Linked DNA regions of Mus musculus: all the other regions are linked to region 3. A link is a contact called in public Hi-C and HiChIP or PLAC-seq data. All regions are on one chromosome and are shown on one strand. Each heading gives the region's core, a stretch centred on a gene start, on an enhancer-like site or on the middle of the called end of the contact. The rest is flanking DNA. Distances are from core to core; before and after follow the strand shown. Region 1 has its middle 14 kb from the start of Trib1. Region 2 overlaps Nsmce2 (NSE2/MMS21 homolog, SMC5-SMC6 complex SUMO ligase). Region 3 overlaps Nsmce2 (NSE2/MMS21 homolog, SMC5-SMC6 complex SUMO ligase).

What was found. A called contact is a pair of places that touch in the nucleus more often than the background predicts. HiChIP or PLAC-seq counts read pairs in DNA pulled down with a chosen protein or histone mark.
Region 1: a contact with region 3 is called in a FOXA1 HiChIP or PLAC-seq map of pancreatic cancer cells. The contact joins two enhancer-like sites. A contact is called at or near these places in 5 of 39 promoter capture datasets (the C10 cell line, the HPC-7 cell line, cranial neural crest and 2 more), 5 of 115 datasets of contacts at active chromatin or transcription factors (embryonic forebrain, embryonic stem cells, intestinal villus epithelium and 1 more) and 2 of 9 other capture datasets (bone marrow-derived macrophages and embryonic stem cells).
Region 2: a Hi-C map of muscle stem cells shows a contact between it and region 3, with 2.1 times the contacts expected there. The contact joins two enhancer-like sites. A contact is called at or near these places in 1 of 484 Hi-C or Micro-C datasets (muscle stem cells) and 4 of 115 datasets of contacts at active chromatin or transcription factors (a beta-TC-6 cell line, embryonic fibroblasts, embryonic stem cells and 1 more).

What each region holds. Positions count from the first base shown.
Region 1 is chr15:59,661,416-59,664,649 of GRCm38.p6, reverse strand. No RefSeq gene overlaps it. Among named protein-coding and RNA genes, the nearest start is that of Trib1, 14 kb to the right of the region's middle. Within about 2 kb of position 1,974, at least 31 of the 459 cell types and tissues checked have an H3K27ac peak or open chromatin away from gene starts, as enhancers often do. A contact at or near this core is called in intestinal villus epithelium, liver and pancreatic cancer cells, where this site is marked.
Region 2 is chr15:59,595,286-59,598,441 of GRCm38.p6, reverse strand. The region is part of intron 6 of Nsmce2 (NSE2/MMS21 homolog, SMC5-SMC6 complex SUMO ligase); the gene reads right to left. Among named protein-coding and RNA genes, the nearest start is that of Gm36677, 21 kb to the left of the region's middle. Within about 2 kb of position 1,646, at least 115 of the 459 cell types and tissues checked have an H3K27ac peak or open chromatin away from gene starts, as enhancers often do. A contact at or near this core is called in embryonic fibroblasts, muscle stem cells and pancreatic cancer cells, where this site is marked.
Region 3 is chr15:59,446,427-59,449,761 of GRCm38.p6, reverse strand. The region is part of intron 3 of Nsmce2 (NSE2/MMS21 homolog, SMC5-SMC6 complex SUMO ligase); the gene reads right to left. Among named protein-coding and RNA genes, the nearest start is that of Nsmce2, 74 kb to the right of the region's middle. Within about 2 kb of position 1,286, at least 160 of the 459 cell types and tissues checked have an H3K27ac peak or open chromatin away from gene starts, as enhancers often do. A contact at or near this core is called in embryonic fibroblasts, intestinal villus epithelium, liver and 2 more, where this site is marked.

The sequences.
Region 1 (3,234 bases), core at 725-3,224, 210 kb before region 3:
TGTCAAGAACAGATCTCAAAAAAGAAGGATCTGGGGCTATCTCTGATGATAGAATGCTTACCCAGCACACACGAAGCCCTGCCACCTGGCTTGCCCCTGCCACCACCTAAACCTGTTGTGTCAACACTGGGAACCAGTAGGGTTATTTTGTTATTTGGGATTTTGAGTTCAACCTGGGCTAGAGACCCTGCCAAAAAAAGAAAAAAAAAAAAAAAAAGAAAAAAAAAAGAAAAAGAAAAAGAAAAGAAAAGAAAAAAGAAAAAAGTCAGGAACACCTGGATTCAAAGCTCAAGAGATCCCCCTGCCTCAGCATCCCGAGCATGGACTTGACATGGACACATTATCACTGGGTAGTTTTGGTAGACTGAACACTGGGCTTTAGTGATCTGCTACTGATAAGCAACACGGATTGAACCACACGTTTTTAACCATTTGGAAAATACTTTATGAATTCGTATTACCCATCTCAAGGATAAGGAGGCTAAACTTGAGGTGGGTGGTGGCACACCCCACATTGTGAGCCTCTGTGAGTCCAGGCCTCTCTGCCTCAGTAGAACCTGAGGTTATGATGAGTCTGAACCCCACTTTCCTGGTCTGCTTGTGAGTCAGACACAAGCTGAGAGCTGGGGACCCCAGTCTCCATCTTCTGCCAGAGGCGGGGTGTGTTCTGAGACCAGGAAGGTGCTAATGACTACATGTGGTTAGACAAGCCTGAGATACTACATGGCTGACCTGTGGGTCATGGCGACCAATGGGCTCTGCTCCCCACCACAGCCATCCTTTCAAGCTAATGAAGAGCACCAGCACTTCAGATCTGGCAAAGCTTCGAGCTCAGAAAGAAAGAAAGAGGGAGTGTGACAGTGGCCTTCCTCATCACCACACACCCATATTATAGTGAGGAAAAGGCGGTCCAGAGAAGTATTGCAACCTGTTAAAGTCCACAAAACAAATAAGCATGTATCTGGGGTTCAAGTCCAAGTCTGCTTGTCTTCTAGCCTTGCTTGGGATTGTCTGGATTTTGAGCCTGCCATTCAGAGACTTGGACTGCAAAAATCCATCCTATAGCCTCCCAGGCATTGCCCTGCCAGAGAGGCAGTCAAACTTGTGGCACAGATACTTTGCATGACTTCTCCAAGTCCTGGGGTAGCTAGAGACAGATCCAGGAAACTCACACTCTTTCCCTAACCCAAAAGACCAAATACATTCTTCATTTCCAGTGTCAGGGTGTCAAGTACCCCACCCATGCCACAGCCACTCAGAGAGGTCTGATGGTTTGAGCCAGGAGGATGCTGAGAATTCAAGACCAGACAGAACTATATAAGGAATGCTAACAGATACAGTGGTCTGAGCTACACTGTCAGACTATGAGAGAAAGAGGGGGTGGGAATGAGGGGAGAGAGAAAGAAGGATAGGGAGAGGGAAAAGAAGAAAAAGGAGGAGAGAGGGGGAAAAAGAGAGGAAGGCAGAGGGGAGGAGGAGGGAGGGAAGGAAGAAGGGGAAAGGAAGGAAGAAAGGAGGGAGAGAAAAGGAGAAAGGAGGGGGAGGAAGAAGGAGGGAAGGGAGGAAGGGAGGGAGGGAGAGAGGGAGGGAGGGAGAGGGGGAAGAGAGGGAGGGAGGAAAGAGGAGAAAATGCACGCATGCATACACACACACACACACACACACAAATTGAGCTTTGGCTGGCTTCTCTAGTTATATGTCTCCCTTCTTCAGTCCTAAAACTGGGAGTGTGCTCTGTGATGCCATCACTTCCTAGAAACACAGCAAGCCCTCAAGCCAGAGTCACGATGAGAAAGACCTCTGAGCCCTCATACCCAGGCCAGACTCCTTCCTCTTGGTGCTAAGGCAAGTCTGCTCTTGGGTCACACCAACCTTGGCCAGCAAGCTAATGAAGCAAGAATGAGTGTGCACAGGGGGCTGGCCACCAAGCCCAGGACTGGGCCAGGGCAGGAGCTCCGTGACTAGAAAAGGACACGAGGAGTCATTGCTGTAGTCACCAATCCAATCCAAAGGTCAGACCAAAGTACTGGAGCAGAAAGGCTCTGACTGACAAAGCAAAAGGAGGTGCCACCTCATCTGTCTCTAGATCCATTCTACAAGGTCAACCCAATGGCAACCCACCAACTAGCCCCCTCAAGAGAGCCCAGAAGCGGCTTGTACTCGGCTATGACTTCTGGGCCTCAGGTCTTGGTATCCCCTGGCTGAAAACCAGAAAAGTGTAAACTAAACCTTTTTTTAAATTTTTATATTTTTTTATTTTTTATTTTCCTTCTAGACAGGATCTCACTGTATACCTCTGGTGTCCTGGAACTCAGTATGAAAAACATCAACAAAATCAGCTGCTCAAAAAAAAAAAAGATGAAAAGATGTAGTCTTGCTGGTCTAGCAAGTTAGAACCAAGCAGAAAAGGGCAGAGTTCTCAAACCTGAAAGCCTGACCTGACATCTCACCATGTGAGACTCTAGCTGAGTGGTTCTCCGCCTTCCTAATGCTGCCACCCTTTACTGCAGAGCCTAGCGTTGCTGTGAACCCATACCATAAAATCATTTTTATTGCTGCTTCATAACTGCAACGGTGTTACTGTTATGATTCATAATGTAAATCTCTGTGTTTTCCCATGGTCTTAGACAACCCCTGTGAGTCATCGACCCTCCCCCAGGGGGTCACGACCCACAGGTTGAGAACCTCTGCTCTAGCCTCTTTTCAGTCTTGGGTCTCAGCACCACATTTCCTCCATCTGGCTCCTTGAGGAGACAAACTGATACAATCTATAAGCAGCTACAAATACACAGGCAAGCAAGGATTGATTGTTTCTTCTGATGCTCCTGTTTTCTCCTCCTTCTCCTCCACCTTCTCTTCCATCACCACCTCCTCCTCTTTATTTTATTTCTCTTTTTCATGTGTTCAAAGGGTGTTCATGCATGTAAGCAAGCAAGTACATATATCCATGCACAATCATGCAGAGGAAGATGCTCTTGGCCTTATTGTCTTGAGACAGGGTCTCTTACTAAACGCAAAGCTTACCATTTTGGCTATACTGGCTTGCCATAGAGCGCCCAGGATCTGCTTGTCTCCACCCCCAGTGCTGGGGTTAGGGAAAGCACACTATGCTCGTTTGTTTGTTTGTTTGTTTGTTTGTTTGTTTGGGCTGTGGAGTCAAACCCTGCTTGTATACCAAGCACTCTAACCCACTGAGCCATCTTCCTAGTGCTTTGTATTATTTATTTGTGCCCA
Region 2 (3,156 bases), core at 397-2,896, 150 kb before region 3:
GAGACTTCCTGGAGGAGAGGCAGGACAGGAACCAGGGCACAGCCTTGTTTCCCACCCCACCCCACCCCACAGAAACGAACAAGTTTTTAAACTAAAAAGGGTAAGAAAAGGCCATGATGCCACGGGCTTGAATCAGGGCATTCCTGCTCCGAGAAACAACACTACCCAAGCGTTAGGCCATAATCCCCAGGACATCCTGGTGAGCAAGTCAGGTGTGGCAACACCTTCAACATCATCAACTCATCCCCAGGAAGGGCTCAGACTCACAGACCTGGAAGGAGAGGCTGGTCCTGTGCCTGGGTCAGCCACAGGGCAGAGCATTCCTTATTGCGAGTCTATGCTAAGGAGAGGTCTCAGGGTGCAGAGGGTCCCAGGGGCATCGGGGATTCGGGGCCTCAGCCTCAGCTCAGGATCACACAATGCTGAGTATGGAGAGATGCAGATTTGGGTCCTAAGAATATCAAGGTTTGGCCCATAAGCTCTAGGAAGCAGCTGTATAGACAGATACCTCTGGCATTAGAGCTGGGTAGATTCCTGACATAGTTACACTCAGAGAGTAACTGTGTCCCATCGCCTCCAAGTCCAGGGTGATGTGTCACAAAACAGTGAGGTACACATGATGACTGTTTGCCATAAGGGCCCCACAGCTGTGAGTTCACACTGTACACCAGCAAACTTCCTGTCAGGCCTGTGCTTCTGCCCGCCTGTGTGCAGCTGTGCACATGTGTATATGCTGTGGGAGTCAGAGGTCATCCCTGTCGTTCTCCTCAGGGTCCACTGTACTAGTTATTTATTTCTGACAGACTCTTTCACTGGCCTAATTCTTGCTAAACAGCCACTAGTCTGGCTGGCCTCACTGACCTCAGGGGCCTGCCTGCCTTTCATCTCCCTCCCTCTCCCAGTGCCGGGATACAAGTGAGCTATCACACTTGGCACTTTGATGTGAATTCTGGGGATGAGCTGAACCCTCACTGAGCTGAGCTATCTCCCGGTCTTCTTCACAGCCAAGAAATGGGACAGTACAGATCTGGAAGGAATCCCCTGTAGGCTCTAGGGTCACTGGAATTTTGAGTTGATGTCATTTTTACTTTAGAGATAAAGAACCCGGCTGAGAGGCTCAGTTATTTGTTGGTAAGTGATTCTGCTTTGACATCACACATTTCTCTTCACTTCATCTGATGAGCTTAGAATTCCCTAAAGATTCAGAAAACCAAAACAATTGGTGGGGGTCACAGTCAGCCACAGTTCATTAACATGAAAACGAGCAGGCAGCTTTATTTGAGAGATAATAGCTTACGACCTCCCTCGGTTTTAGGAAATGACTCTAACAGTATACTAGGGTGAAAAGCCCCACAAGCCCACTCCACTTGGGTCCAGTGGACAGGCCGCCAGGGTCTGAAGCATGCTGGGAAGTTCAGATGGTACCCAGTAAGTAACACAGTGTGCCTGGGACTCCAGTAACCTAACATAATTGGAACAGGAGAGAGACACCGTTCTCTAACAGGATGTGTCACACACATTTTTTAAACAGTGCTTCATGGGAAATGACACCACTTCATGCTGAATCAGAAACCTACAGAGTAAGCTGTGAGCAGAACCGAGTGAGTTCTAATCGGTTTCCAGGTTGGCCTTGCGTTTGACACTGGCTCTGTGACTGCAGCGCCTCTCGTCTTGGGTGTGGTTTAGGCTGCTTCCCACAGGTCTTGTACTTGAGTGCAGTAACTGCTGAACAAGAAGCTGCTTGGAGCTGACAGCAAGGGGCTCTGAGTCAGGTGCCGAGGCTTTATGGTGAGTGAAGAGAGCTTATGCCAGGCCAAGGCTCTGTCCTGCTGGCCTCTGCAGAACTGTGCCTCAGCGACAGCTGCCCAGCTCTATCCTCATAGCCACACAATTCTCATGGCTGGCTCAGTCACCTTCTAAGGGCACAGCCTGCACCTTGGCTGTTTTCAAGGGGCTCTATGGCTATGATCTCAGACTCTCAGAACCCCTGCTGGCCACTCTCCTCTCTTCCACCTCTCCCTGACCAAGCAGCTAGCAACTGCTTCTAGACACTCAAAAGAATTAGCAGTCATATTCCCCTCTAGCTCCTCCCCCATTTTCAATCAGCTACCACATTCTGTCGGGCGCATACACACCTCACTTCCACGTGCCTGCTCACTCTCTGTGACAGAATGCACTGTGGGCGCACCACCCTGGCACTGCCACAGCCTTTAGCACCTGCCCCCTGCACTGCTTCGGTAGTAACTTCCTCAGCTCCAGATTGGCTCCTCCTAATCCCCTTTCTCTACAAGGTCTTCTGTGCCTATGGGCAGAGCTGGTAGATGCTGGTGACGATGCTGTCGAAAGCTTGACAAGGATGCAGGACTCATGGTTACTGAGTCTTACTGCATGTGTGCCTGCTCCTTTAGAACATATCTTATTCAAGTTTCAGATGTACCAGTGAGAAAACTATCACCATCAGTTTACAGAGCAGGAAAGTGATGAAACGGACATTCACTGCCTCTGTGGTGGGTCTCTGCCTATTTACTGTTCTACCATCTACGGTGTCATTTTACTTTCCTGCCACAAACAGTAACTAGCCAACACCAGACCTACTGCCCTCTACGGGAAAGCTGGTCTGATGGGGGTGGGGTGGGGGATAGAGGAGTGGGAGGGAGGCTCTAGGAGTCAGTTTCTGATGAGTGTGGAGGGGCACGCCTTTACTCCAAGCAGGGGCAGGTGAATCTCTGTGAATTTAAGGCCAGCCTGGACTACACAGTGAGTTCTAGATAGCCAGGGTCACACAGGGAGACTGTCTCAAAAACAAATTAACTAAAATACCCAGTTAAAAACTATTTTGTTATTTTTTTTATTTGTCTGAGTTTTTTCTTGCCTGCACTTATGCCTGTTGTGTTATCTACACGGTGGGATGGCAGCCAGAAGAGGGTGCTGGATCCCCTAGGACTGGCATTTAAGATGGGTGCTGAGAACTGACCTTGGGTCCTCTGGAGAGCAGCAAAGTCTCTCTACTGCCCACACGCGCCCACGGTGCACCCCAGACTTCACTGCAGCCTTCCCTCTCCACACACACTGTGTGTGCCTGCCCTGGGACTGCTGTCACACCGCACAGTGCCAGGGAAACGCCTCCACTCAGACCTGAGACAACTGGGCGTTACA
Region 3 (3,335 bases), core at 37-2,536:
TGACTAAGATCCTGTCTGAAAAAACAAAAACAAAAAACCAAGCAACAATAAGTAAACACAGTGCTTCTGTGCCTGCAGAATTTGAATGTCTAGTGCTTGGGATAAACCCAGGATCTGTCTCAGGCTAGGGAAGAGATGGACCATCGAATTCCATTTCCAGCTCTCAAGTGTCCTTTCATGTACAGCAGAGGGCAATAGAAGGTATGTGTGTACAAGAAGACAATATAGAATCCACCTGGACAGGCTAATCTAAGGTGTTAAGATTAAAAATTTGATCTTGGAATATAAAACTCTGCTATGATCTTAGAAAAGGCACTTTATACATCCAACACCAATTTCCACTCATAGTGGTAGAAAATAACAGTATTAATTTTTCATAGTTGCTCAAAATAAATGGAACAAAGCAATAAAGCCCTTAGCCACCTGACACAGTGTTCTATAATAAGAAGCTGCTATTGTTGTCATGATTATTATTGTGATTATCATTATAGAGGCGGATCTGCAAGGAGGCTGGATTCGCAGGTCTACACTGTTAAGACTGGAGACACCCACATGGAGGCCTCCACGAATAGATTTTAATGGAAACCATGGAAATGAATGAGATCACCAAGGAGACTGAATAAGTGGAAGCACAAAGACGACTAGGATAGAACTTTGGAGAATATTACATTTAACAGGCAGCTAGAAGAGTTAAAAACCCATAAGAGTTAACAAGGCAACAAAAGCAAGTACCCCAAAATTTTGGGAAGAAATGTTTTAGATGTGTCAAATGTCTCAGAGAGGTTGAGCTAAACACAGACTGAGAAGTGCCTATCCGACTCAGTGTGAGTCATCTGGGACTCTGGCAAGAGTAGCGCAAAGCACAGAAGCTCATGCCAAATACCCAGACCTTATTCAATGATTCATTTCAAAAAGATGAGGCAGTAATGCAGAAAACACACAAATCACCAAACAGTCTTCAATGAGCTGCTCAGTTTAGGCTCAAACCTCAATTGTGAGTAATTAGCTGCATTTTATTTTATTATTGATTTGTATGCATGTGGGCATGTACATGCTACACTGACCATGTAAAGTGGCCAAAGGACAACTTTGGGTATTGTTTTCTCCCTTCCACTGTGAGGGTCTGGGAGACTGAACTCAGGTCATCAGGCTTGGTAGCAAGTACCTTTACCTTCTGAGCCATCTCTCTGGTCACTTAGCTACATTTTAACTAACACTCAAACCTGGACGCTTGTGACTGCAGTGTTTCCTCTGTCAGCAAGGGACATACAATGAGCTCACTTACTTATTCTGCTGGCAAGTCTTTCCACTGAACAAAAGCCAGTTTGTTTGCTTTTTGGGGAGGGAGTAGGGGAGGGTACGAGTAGAAGCAAAAGGTGGAACTCAACCTCTACTGAAACTGCGCACTACTTTCACAACATACAAATACAATATTAATATAGTTATGAGATGATAATATAGCTCATTTCTTCTGTAAAATACTGTATGCATATGTAATTACTCAAAAGTGTGTCATTTTATTGCCACTGGGCAAAGTCAAGATCTCCTCCTCCTGCAATTATCATTACTGCCTTACAGGCAACATCGCACTGGGAGGGGAGATCACAGGAGTGAAAGATATTAATGGTCTGAGTCATTCACACACTTCTTGAATCATGTGAGAATCTAGTATAAAATTAGTCATTCTTGTAACTGAACCCAGAGTCTCAGATAAATTGATTGACTTTCAGATGACCAGTTAGGTAAATAAAAAACACCCAATGCTTTCCAGTCTTCCTTTAAAAGTTAAGCACACTTAGCATATATTAGCGGAACAGTTTGCTTTTATTCTGCTTAGTAAGAAGATTCAGTATTCTAATTTCTAATTTGTGGTCAGCTCAATAAAAAAGCTATGGGACCTGGCTAATCCTAAAAATCTACAGAGACTGCCTCAAATGTCCTCAGAACACTCCTTCAACAAACAGGCACTGAGACCCGACAGAACGCTAGGCATTCTGCGAAGCACTGAAGCATTTATGGATGTTGGCCCACATTTATGACATACCACCAAACAAACTCATCATACACAGGTACACCAATATAAGCCAACACTGCCTCCACCTAGATGTAGCAAAAGGACTTGGTAAAAATTTTATTAAAAGGTGTTTCAGGGGCTGGAAAGATGGCTCAGTGGTTAAGAGCACTGACTGTTCTTCCGAAGGTCCTGAGTTCAAATCCCAGCAACCACATGGTGGTTTACAACCATCTGTAATGAGATCTAATACCCTCTTCTGGGGTGTCTGAAGACAGCTACAGTGTACTTATATATAATAAATAAATAAATCTTTTTTTTAAAAAAGGTGTTTCAATAGAGAATCTCTGTGCTTTCACTGTAGATACCCTTGTTACATGCACATATGGAGATATGCTATAATTTATATTTTCCTATACTGCTTCCATGCTTAAGAAATATCCATATATATTTAATGATGGCCAGCACAGACCTTTTGTCCCCCTTATCTCATGCCAACTTCTGTTGTATAATCTACCGGACCAAATTATTTATAGTTTGATATGTTTTCAAGCATCATTAGTTAGCAAGAGTCTGACTTCTAACTAAACCCTGGAGAAAAAAGTACTTCCTTGTGGTTCACTATGACACACCAAGTGGACTTTACAGTTTGCCAAGGTGTTGTAACACCACCACTGAGCAGTTCCAATCAGACATGAACACCTTTCCTCCTTCAAGGTGCTTAGATAAAAATTGAGAAAGAGTAAGGCCAAATATGTAGGTATGCTATTGATCTGGTTTTAATGATCAGTCCTGTTAGGATACACCCAAAGATGGCAGCCAAGTAAGGTAGCTTACCACCTTTAAGCATCTGCTGCTCAGTGCATGTAAGCACTCATGATGCTGAAAAATCACCCGAGTACGCTGCTCATGGCACCATACCCACTCTAATACTGGGAACAACAGGAACACTGGTGCACTCAGTATATGGCTTGAGGATTCTCATTTTCCAGAGAGAACACATGAAAATGCTAATCTCACCTATCAGAATTTGTTTGCTTGTTTGTTTTAGAGAAATCCTTTTTGACAATATTTAAAGAAACATATATGGTTTATGTATTCATCCACTCAGTAATGTAGTGATTTACTGAATATCTTTTACACATGAACCTGTCCTAGGCATTGGAAGACTTATGGATTAACAAAGTAACTGCTCCTACTGCTCTCACGGGGTGTGGGTCTAGCTGGGGAGCCAGGCATTCTTTACTAGTCAGAAGAGCTTATGGCACACTGTGCTAAGTAAGCACTGGGAAGAAAGCTTCTCAGATGTTAGGGGAGCATCTAA